Regions from separate parts of the Bicyclus anynana genome. Here region 1 is linked to region 2. Evidence: chromatin contacts called from public Hi-C data. All regions are on one chromosome and are shown on one strand. Each heading gives the region's core, a stretch centred on a gene start, on an enhancer-like site or on the middle of the called end of the contact. The rest is flanking DNA. Distances are from core to core; before and after follow the strand shown.

Evidence for each region. A called contact is a pair of places that touch in the nucleus more often than the background predicts.
Region 1: a Hi-C map of whole larva shows a contact between it and region 2, with 2.0 times the contacts expected there. The contact joins the promoter of LOC112048597 here to the enhancer-like site in region 2. A contact is called at or near these places in 2 of 2 Hi-C or Micro-C datasets (whole body and whole larva).

The regions. Positions count from the first base shown.
Region 1 is chr17:14,125,336-14,129,836 of ilBicAnyn1.1, reverse strand. LOC112048597 (steroid receptor seven-up, isoforms B/C) reads left to right here and starts at 1,532. Exons shown (of 4, transcript XM_024086204.2): 1 at 1,532-1,835. The coding sequence starts at 1,532.
Region 2 is chr17:14,021,795-14,026,503 of ilBicAnyn1.1, reverse strand. All of the region lies in intron 3 of LOC112048597 (steroid receptor seven-up, isoforms B/C), which reads left to right. Among protein-coding and RNA genes, the nearest start is that of Trnaa-cgc, 75 kb to the right of the region's middle. Within about 2 kb of position 3,268, at least 5 of the 8 cell types and tissues checked have open chromatin away from gene starts, as enhancers often do.

The DNA.
Region 1 (4,501 bases), core at 283-2,782, 110 kb before region 2:
CTCCAAAATAAAAATAATTTTGACTTTGGCTTACGACGTATTCTGAGCTTACGATATACCTAATTACAGGTCGATATAGATAATAGAAGATGCAATGACGCAAGTCTTCTCGGCGCGTAGTGGAATGGACTCGTCTCAAGGAAGGCTATGTTAATATTGGAGTAGGTAGCGAGAATATGGACGACGGAAAGTTGATACAAAGTAGGATTTTCAGGTACCGTCGCGTCCAAAGCGGCTTTGACTATTATTATTATTATTTTAATAGTACATGGTTGATCCAGTGAACATATATACACTTACCTAACTATCTATACTACATCCTTTCTTGATGAGTATCTACTGTTTAACAACAAAGAAATTAGAAATAAATGTAGAAAACGCATGTCATTTCATAACTTATTTATTTTAAATTATGTATGGTTTGTTTATAAAATGTTATATAAAATATATTAACCATATCTAATTGTTCTAAGCTTGTTAATTTTTTTTATTCATTAATTTAAGAAAAAGGTAATTATAAGTTCTTATCAAGAAAGGCTGTAGTATAAGTAGATGTAGAATTGATGTAGCAATAGTCAATCTATTCTGAGAAGTCCGGTTCGCTTTGGAAATTCTCAAAAAACGACAGGCAAAAAGCTTTTGTGTTTAGAAGCGATAAGGACGGTTCGTTTTTATTCGTCCTTCACGTTCTTTTATTTTTATTTTTTTAGACACCAACTTGATGCCTGTCAACTATCTGTCAAATGCTTCTGTGTACGTCTGTACAATTATAAACATTGATTAAAAAATAAGATACTTACATATATCTTGTGGTTCTAACAAAAATACTTGTAATTAGCAATTTGTGTTAGGTCCATAGTAGTCGAGGTAACTAAGTGTCTACCTATATTTTTAGTCATCATAATTAAATGAAATATTGAACTACGTAGTAGATATTATTTCTGAAGTTTACTAGTAGGTAGTTGTTCATGTAGGTAGGTAACTACAATTAAAAAAATAAAGCATTAATTACCACCTACGTGTTCCTAATTAGTAAGTAAGTATTTAATACCTACTACCTACTTGTATTTAATTAGATATTTTTAAAACTTAGATAGAGTTACCTTAATTAAGAGTCATATTCAATTTGTAACGCAAAACCTAAAATAAAATTACTTTAAACAAGATAATTTAAAGTAAAGTAACTCTTACAAGTACAAAAATGTATCTGAATAGGTAAATCGAAACACTTTTATGGCAATTTTGTTTGATTAATAAATACGTATTTCACAATATAGCGTAACCGCTTACATACACACATTACCTCTAACGTAGTAAGTTAAACGTACGCAAAAAAACAGTACGAGAAAAAACCAAACGCGTTTTCTTACCGACGGTACGGCTGAAAGATTTTCCCCCCTCCGCTCGGGGGACTCGGTCGAGGTGGCGGGGCCTCGCTCCCTGCCCCCAGGCCACCGGGCCAATGGCGGCGCGGGCCTGGCCCGACCTAACTTCGACCTAAGCTCAGTCGCGACCGAACCGCGACCCTTGACACACGCGCGTACCGCGCAGTTATACCCCCGTGCTCGCGACCGGCATCATCACGCACGGAGCGCTAGTGTACGGCGGGGTCGGCGGCCCGGGGCTGTGTCCCCCGAGAGCCCCCGACCTGCCCCCACTGGAGCTGGGCTTCCGAGGCGCCTGGAGAGAAGACGACCTTTTACCCTCCACACCAGCCAGCCAGGCCGCGTCGACGCAAAGCGGCTCGTCCGCTACCGACAAGGGCCAGAATGTGGAGTGTGTTGTCTGTGGCGATAAGTCTTCAGGGAAGCACTATGGCCAGTTCACGTGTGAGGGTACGTAGGCAGTGAAAGTGTTTCTAGAATGTTCTAGTGTTGTGCGACGGCCGGGAGCGACTCACGGTGATTGTACATTTTCCGTTTTTTTTTTTTCATTCAAAGTTTATTGCACTTTGGTTTACAAATATAGGTCAAAATGTCACTAGGATCGTTTATTGACGTGCTTTCGATATCGTTGCTTTATTTGTATCTAGGAAAAACTTGGCTAAAGGGCGATTTTAGTTTTTCTTTCTTTTAAATACATAGAAATAAATGGATAAGCACCTACCGTAAAATGTTCTAACTCATAAACATGATTAATCAAAATAATCTAAAAATATCAAACCACGAAATAAATTATTTTGCGCGACGGATTGAAAATATAGTTGTAATTTTAGGTTAAACTTAATTTTTTTATAATTTTATAATTTTACAAATAGATTTTATAATTTTACAAATAAATTACCTGATATTAGGTAGGTATGTATGTAGGTAAATAAATAAAAATTAGTTTAAATCTCTTCCAAAGAGTCTTGTCTATCTAGAGATATTTTTTTTCTTTTATGTTATTGCCACATAAAAATATTTTTTTTATGTTTAATGCGACGGTTCACGGTTCGCAGGTTTGAAGAGGGAAATTTAAAAAAAATAATCCCTAATTATATTTTTTTAAATGAACTTTAAATGCACGAAATGAGCATAATAAATGTTTTGGACTCTACTTTTTTGTAATTCACAAATTGAACTAGGCAGTTAGGAAGGTAACTCTGTTTTTTTATATTGTTAAAAATAATATGATAGGTCCGTACCTACATACGTTATACATTTTATATGTCTTAAATGAGTAATTGTTCTTCTTACAACTTACAAGTAGTTTTATAAACTTAAATAAGTAGGTACCTAGTGATTCTTCCCTCTCTGATATTTGGTATTCGGTGGGTGTTATTATTAAAATAGAAAGTGAAAGTTAATTTTCAGCGCGTTTTAATTTTTACTGCAGTTTTATTCCATTTTGTGATATCCAACAGTTTTAAATAGTGAATTTTGGTTTTTTAATTAGGTGGTTTCATTCCTTTGTATTTTAAATATATATTTAACTGTTATAATGTTTTTACATAAATACTTAGCTTGTACCAATAATTAGGTTTTGGTACAATACCATTTTATTTCATTTTTAAGATTTTTAATTAGTTCATTAGGAACAATTACAATAATTGATTTAGTTTGCAATACCTAACTACTCTGCGACCCAAAGTTACATGAACTTTAGATGTTAACTCTACTATTTTCAATTGAAAATTAATTCTTTAAATTTACAACGATTTTAGCTAAATTAAAAAAAAAAACAATAAATTTAAGCATAATCTGTGCCATAAATTCAAACGCAATTTCCCTAAAACAATAACAAGATAACAAGCAATCTCGCCCCCTCAAACCTTAACCTCAAAAATATCAATTAACCACGTCTAATCAGAATGCAATAAGACAAAGTTTTCATAAACTGCCTGCTCCCAAAGATAAGGGGGACGTTTCACTTTTATGCAAATTAGGCGAACGCAGAAATTGTTACTTTCTTACTTAGGGTCTTTGCTTTTGCGATGTTCAACTTATTTTTTTAATTTTATTCTTAGTGTTTCCTCATTATTAAAATAAAGTAAATAAATACGTACAAGTATAACACTAATTAATGAAAGCACAAAATAAATATATATCTAATACTAATAGTATAGGATACGTACCTACCTCTTGTCTACCTACTCGCCAATGAAATAAAAACATGTAGAGTTTTATAAATTTTTTCAAGTAGGCCTACCCTATTACCTACCCTTAAAAAATCTCTTTTTTTTATTATTCTTTACTTTATATTATTTATATTATACTTTACTTTTTTTTTTTATTATTTGGGTAACACCAATGCGTCGGGTAAACAGGCATATAGCACACTTTATAACAATAACATAACAAATCCCGACAAATGCGAATCGGACTCATTACTGAGGGTTCGGTACAAATAATTTTTCGTCATAAAATGAAAAAAAAATGTAGGCATAAAAATAATGAAAAATATGTTTAAATAAGTATCAGTGAAGCCTTTTCATAATAGTTTGATACCACACTTGACATAACCCTGTCCCTGTTTTTTTTATTTATTTAATTACAATTATACCTAATAGTTTGAGATTTTTCCCTATTAGGCATTTATAGGAGCCCAATTTCATAGTTCTAGGTAAAACCGGAAGAAAATACCTTATGAGTTTTGATTCGCTTGAGAGTGTCGAAATATACGTTTTTGTGGCATACACGGCCGTATCTTTTTTAACGCTATCTTAGAAGTTTAATTTTTTCACAGCTTCTAGAGACTGTACCCGATATTACCTACAGCCCTACTCGATGTGTTCTGTTTACCAACAAACAAATTAAAAATGAGGGTATAAATCGCTTGTCATTTCACACCTAATAATAATTATAATTAACTTGTTCTTAAATTAACGAAAATAAATTTGATTATTAAGCTTGGAACAATTAGAAATAATTATTAGGTATATTTAGAACCAGATGACGCTGCGCGGTTTCACCCGCTTGGTTCCCGTTCCCGTAGGAATACGGGGATAATATATATATAGCCTTCCTCGATAAATAGCCTATATAACACTGAAAGAATTTTTGAGATAGTTACGGTACCC
Region 2 (4,709 bases), core at 2,019-4,518:
AGCATCGAATCTTTCAATACATGGCCACTAAGGAGCGCAAGGGAAACGTGCGCGACTGTACTAAACAAAAGGACATTCGTGATCTGCGCGTACGCTCACGATGCCATTAGCGGGCGCCGTGGGCGTAATTAAAGAGCTACAATACAGTACTGGCGAATTAAAAACAATTAACTCAGGGCCCGAATTGAGCACAATGCTCGCGCGGCGGGACAAGAGCGTGAGTTGCGTCGTTTGCACTTTTGTGCGCGACTGTATGCTTACAGTTCTTTACTGTTTAGTTGCATTAGGCAGGATAGTATGAAACAACACTAAACTATGTTAAATAACGTTTTATACATTATATTGCGGTGAACCTCCCATTAAGATGCCTTCATAAGGTATTTTACAATGCACTATTCATGTTTTCATATTCTGATAGAGTATTAAGGGCTGTTCTGAAAGGTTCTACATAGCTTGTTCACAGGTCTTTATCATTTGACGTAAATTATGCTTTGATCTTTTAATTGTTCATATTTATAAGTTCTAACTAGTACTATCAAGCTCTGCATTAAATATAAATAGTTTTATATGTTTACTATAAATACATTCTTCTTTATATTTACAGTTTTTTTTGTTTTTGTTACAAATAAAAAAAATATAAGTAAACAAAAAAATACTATAATATTAAAACATTAACAAGTCATAGTCAATATTCATCATTAGCAACCCATTTTCGGCTCACTGTTGAGCATGAGTCTCCTCTCAAATATGAGAGTCCCAAGGCGGAAAATTTTCTGGTATGCCGGTTTCCTCACGTAATATTAACTAACTAACTCAATTTATGCAAAAATATAAGATCATAGCCACCCTAAAAGAACCGAAATCTAAATAAAATTAATAAAATGCCACCCGTAACTAACTTACCTCGCAAAGCGCGCCAATAGAGCCGCGGTGGCGTGAAAATTGAAAAAAAAGAAAGAAAAGAAAATGGCGTCGCCCCTCGTTGACACATCAGCAGTTTCGCGACGCGCTTAACCGCTGAAACCTAATTTAACGGGCCGATTAACACGACGATTGATTTTTAGCTTTCTACGTTTTTTAACACAGAACAGATAAAACACTAGAGTTAAGCGCTTTAACACTGGCTCTTTGGTTAGGAAATATTAAGCTTTTCTCCATTGACTTATAAAATAGGCAGACCGTGTCTCGCTGTGAGCCATAATGGCACCGAGTGAGTGTGAAAAGTATTGGCAGCAATAGCGTGCCCACGGCTTTTAACTAGGGTTGCTATACATACAAATTGTACAAAATGGAAAATTTCTTCCTCAATAAAAATACGTAGTGAATCGTCAGGCTAGGCAGGGCATCTATGAAGTGCAACCCGCTGATTGCCTGATATAGGAAAATAGTGGCGGTTTGTCTTCATATGTGCTTCTGTGTGCGTAACGGCGTTTACGTATACTCGTTTAAGCGTACTGGCAACATTGGAGTGCGTCACACTTTAGTTCAGAAGATGGTGTCTGGACTTTTTATTACATCTGTGCTTTTCTCTTTTAAAAACAAAAATTCTCAGTAGCAGCATGGAAATGGGAATTGGTGTTAGACCTTCCTGGATAAAATATAGCCTATGCTACTCGCTGGTAATGTAGCTTTTTATAAAAGAGCATTAATGATTCAACCTATGCCTCTTGCAATCTTAACACCTTCAATGCAAAAATGGGTCTAGTCTAATTTCTAGGTAAAGGAGTCCTATCTTAGACCTCATATCTTACCATCAAGAATGATTGTAGTCAAAAGCAAGTCATAAAAAATATGGATTCATGTATTTAAAAAATCCAAAATAGTACATACATAATTATACATTTACGTCCATCAATGGATGCAGCGGTGACCAAAATGAGGGCTTTAACCATAATTAGAAAAGTGTCATGTTACGCCACGCGTCGACAAGGGGTGGCTTTTTAGCGACCCCCATACAGACACCATTGTGTTGGCCTGAGTTAAACAATCAATCGATTTTTATCAATCGCTACATGGTTTTTTCATGGTTTTAAAGAGGGATTACATTTGAAATATGATAAACTGCCTCTTTGGTTTAGTAGTTATATGCGGGTTTAACGGATACTGGGTTCGAGACTTGAATCGTGTTTTTGAGTTTTTCTTTCTACCACGAAAATCTCAATAGAAATCTAAAGTAGCGAAATTAGTGATATATTTATGTCTTCGTAGAACATGTTAAGCCGTCGATCCCGGTTATTAACATTCTAAAATTGATTGTCACAATAAATTAAAATAAATAAATAAATATACTTAAACAATACACATCACTATCTAGCCCCAAAGTAAGCATACAGAGTAGCTTGTGTTATGGGTGCTAAGATAGTTAATATTATAATATTAATATACAATTATATACTAAATATAAATACTTATATAATGTATAAATACACACAGACACTGGAAAACACTCATGCTCATCACACAAATATTTTCCAGTTGTGGGAATCGAACCCACGGCCGTGGATGCAGAAAGCACTACCCACTGCGCCACGCGGCCGTCACTAAGCAGACTAACTCGTGTTGAGGCAGCGTGGTGGGTCTAAGTTCCAATTTTGTCTCTTAAAAATGATATTTTTAACTAATTAAATTGATCTATCGAATTTAAAAAGTAGTTTTTAAGAGACAAAACTTGAGCCCACCATGCTGCCTCAACAACTTTAACTATCCCATATTAAATTAATTTTTTTAATTAAAGAAAAAAGTATTAGCGTATAAAGCCTATTCAAAGCAAACAAACAATTAATCATATCTTTCCTCTTTTAAATCTATACTAATATCATTACGCTGAAGAGTTTGTTTGTTTAAACGCGCTAATCTCAGGAACTACTGGTCCGACTTGAAAAATTCTTTCAGTGTTAGATAGCCCATTTATCGAGGAAGGCTATATTATATCACCGTATTCCCACGGGAACGGAACCCACGCGAGTGAAACCGCGCGGCATCAGCTAGTATTAGTATAAATAAATTATATCGTCAGACCCGGCCTTAGGACCAAGCCTAACGTGTTCTTCGAGGCATGGCCATAGACCTACTTCCCAAATTCTTGGGAAAACAGAGAATTTCTTTGAATAATATCAATATTTCATAACTTAACCCAAAGTCGAACCTAGTACACATCATGTACCGTAGCCACAAAGCCACTGTACCGAGGCAGTATACGAGTATGGATATAAAAGAGTGCAGTATATCACGGGCCGACAATGCCGCTTTTTGCCGGCGATCGTGTCCGTGGCTCTTTGAACTGGAATTTTTTCACTCCATTCGTCCGCCGTACGCCCGTGTAGTTCACCCTGCGGTAGGGTTGTCACTACCTACTTTGGGAAAAAGTATCAAAATACTTGGACCTTGCTCACGAGATTAAACTATTATTGTTCCGATAGTTGTTTCAGTCAATGGTCTTATAGCGAAAAGCTTCGACCAACACCTTAAGAAGCTTTCGCTTAACTGTTGGATCAAGAGTCGGATACAAAAGGCAGTGATTCTTGAGACGGCGCGTATTGTGAGGAGGTTCCTCACTCTGGAGCCCTGACCACCGGTTGCTTGGACACTCAAATGTCCCGCAGCGGGAGGGTGAATTTTTTTTATAAATTTTTAATAATGTTTTGTATTTTATACTTAATATAGTTAAAAATTAAAAAAAAAGAAGTAATAAATAAATGAGAGATTAATCAATAATACTTATTTATTCAGCTTAAGACTGGACAGAAATAGTTAAAACTAAATTAACTTAAAATTAAGATAATTATAACTAAAAAAACACGACTGCACTCCTGGGCAAATAGTGCCTCCCGATGTGGAACCTCTATGTTCACTTCACGACAGAGACGTTTTTGTGTTTGTATGATTCTTTGCAAATTAATTATTTAGTTCATTATCATTTTCTTTATATAGATTTTGTACACTATCAATAATTTAGTTCATCATCATTTATTTATATGAATTTTCGCAAAGTAATAATTAAGTTTATCATCAAGTTTTTCACACTATTAATTTAGTCAAAAATTGTATGAACCTTTTTTGTAATTTATTTGTTAATTTTGATCATCAAATAGGTTTGTGATGGATTTAAACAAATCAACCCACCATATTCCTTTGAGGGTTGCAGGCGATTCGTACTTAGGGTGATAATTTTAATTTCTTTAACGGCCACTATCTAATGTTAGATAATAATAGCTAACCGGAACTGACCGATTTAATATGCTCCCTGTGGCGAGGTTTCAACTTCGGGCTATTATTACTGAAAAATTTTTAGAAAAAAGAAAAACTAGTTACCTAGCTCGATCCAGGACTCAAATCCAAAACCACATAGGCTACCACTGAACCAAGAGGTAGTTATTATGACAATACTGACTATGAAATTTAATGACATTAAATTTAATTTCCCTTTTTGTCAGCCCTAGAGAAAGTATTAGTTTCAAACTCGAACTGGCGTCCTCCCGTTCCATGTACTGTCGCATTCACCCAAAACTATACGTAGTATACATACACCTACCGGCAACTGTGCGCTTCGGGAATAAATAATGTCCAGCTGCACTATGAACAGTAGCTTGCACTTCATAGATGCAAATATGTACTGTCTACCCCCATAACTCATCATGATCATCATATCAGCCGATGGACGTCCACTGCAGGACATGGGCCTTTTGTAGGGACTTCCAAATATCATGATC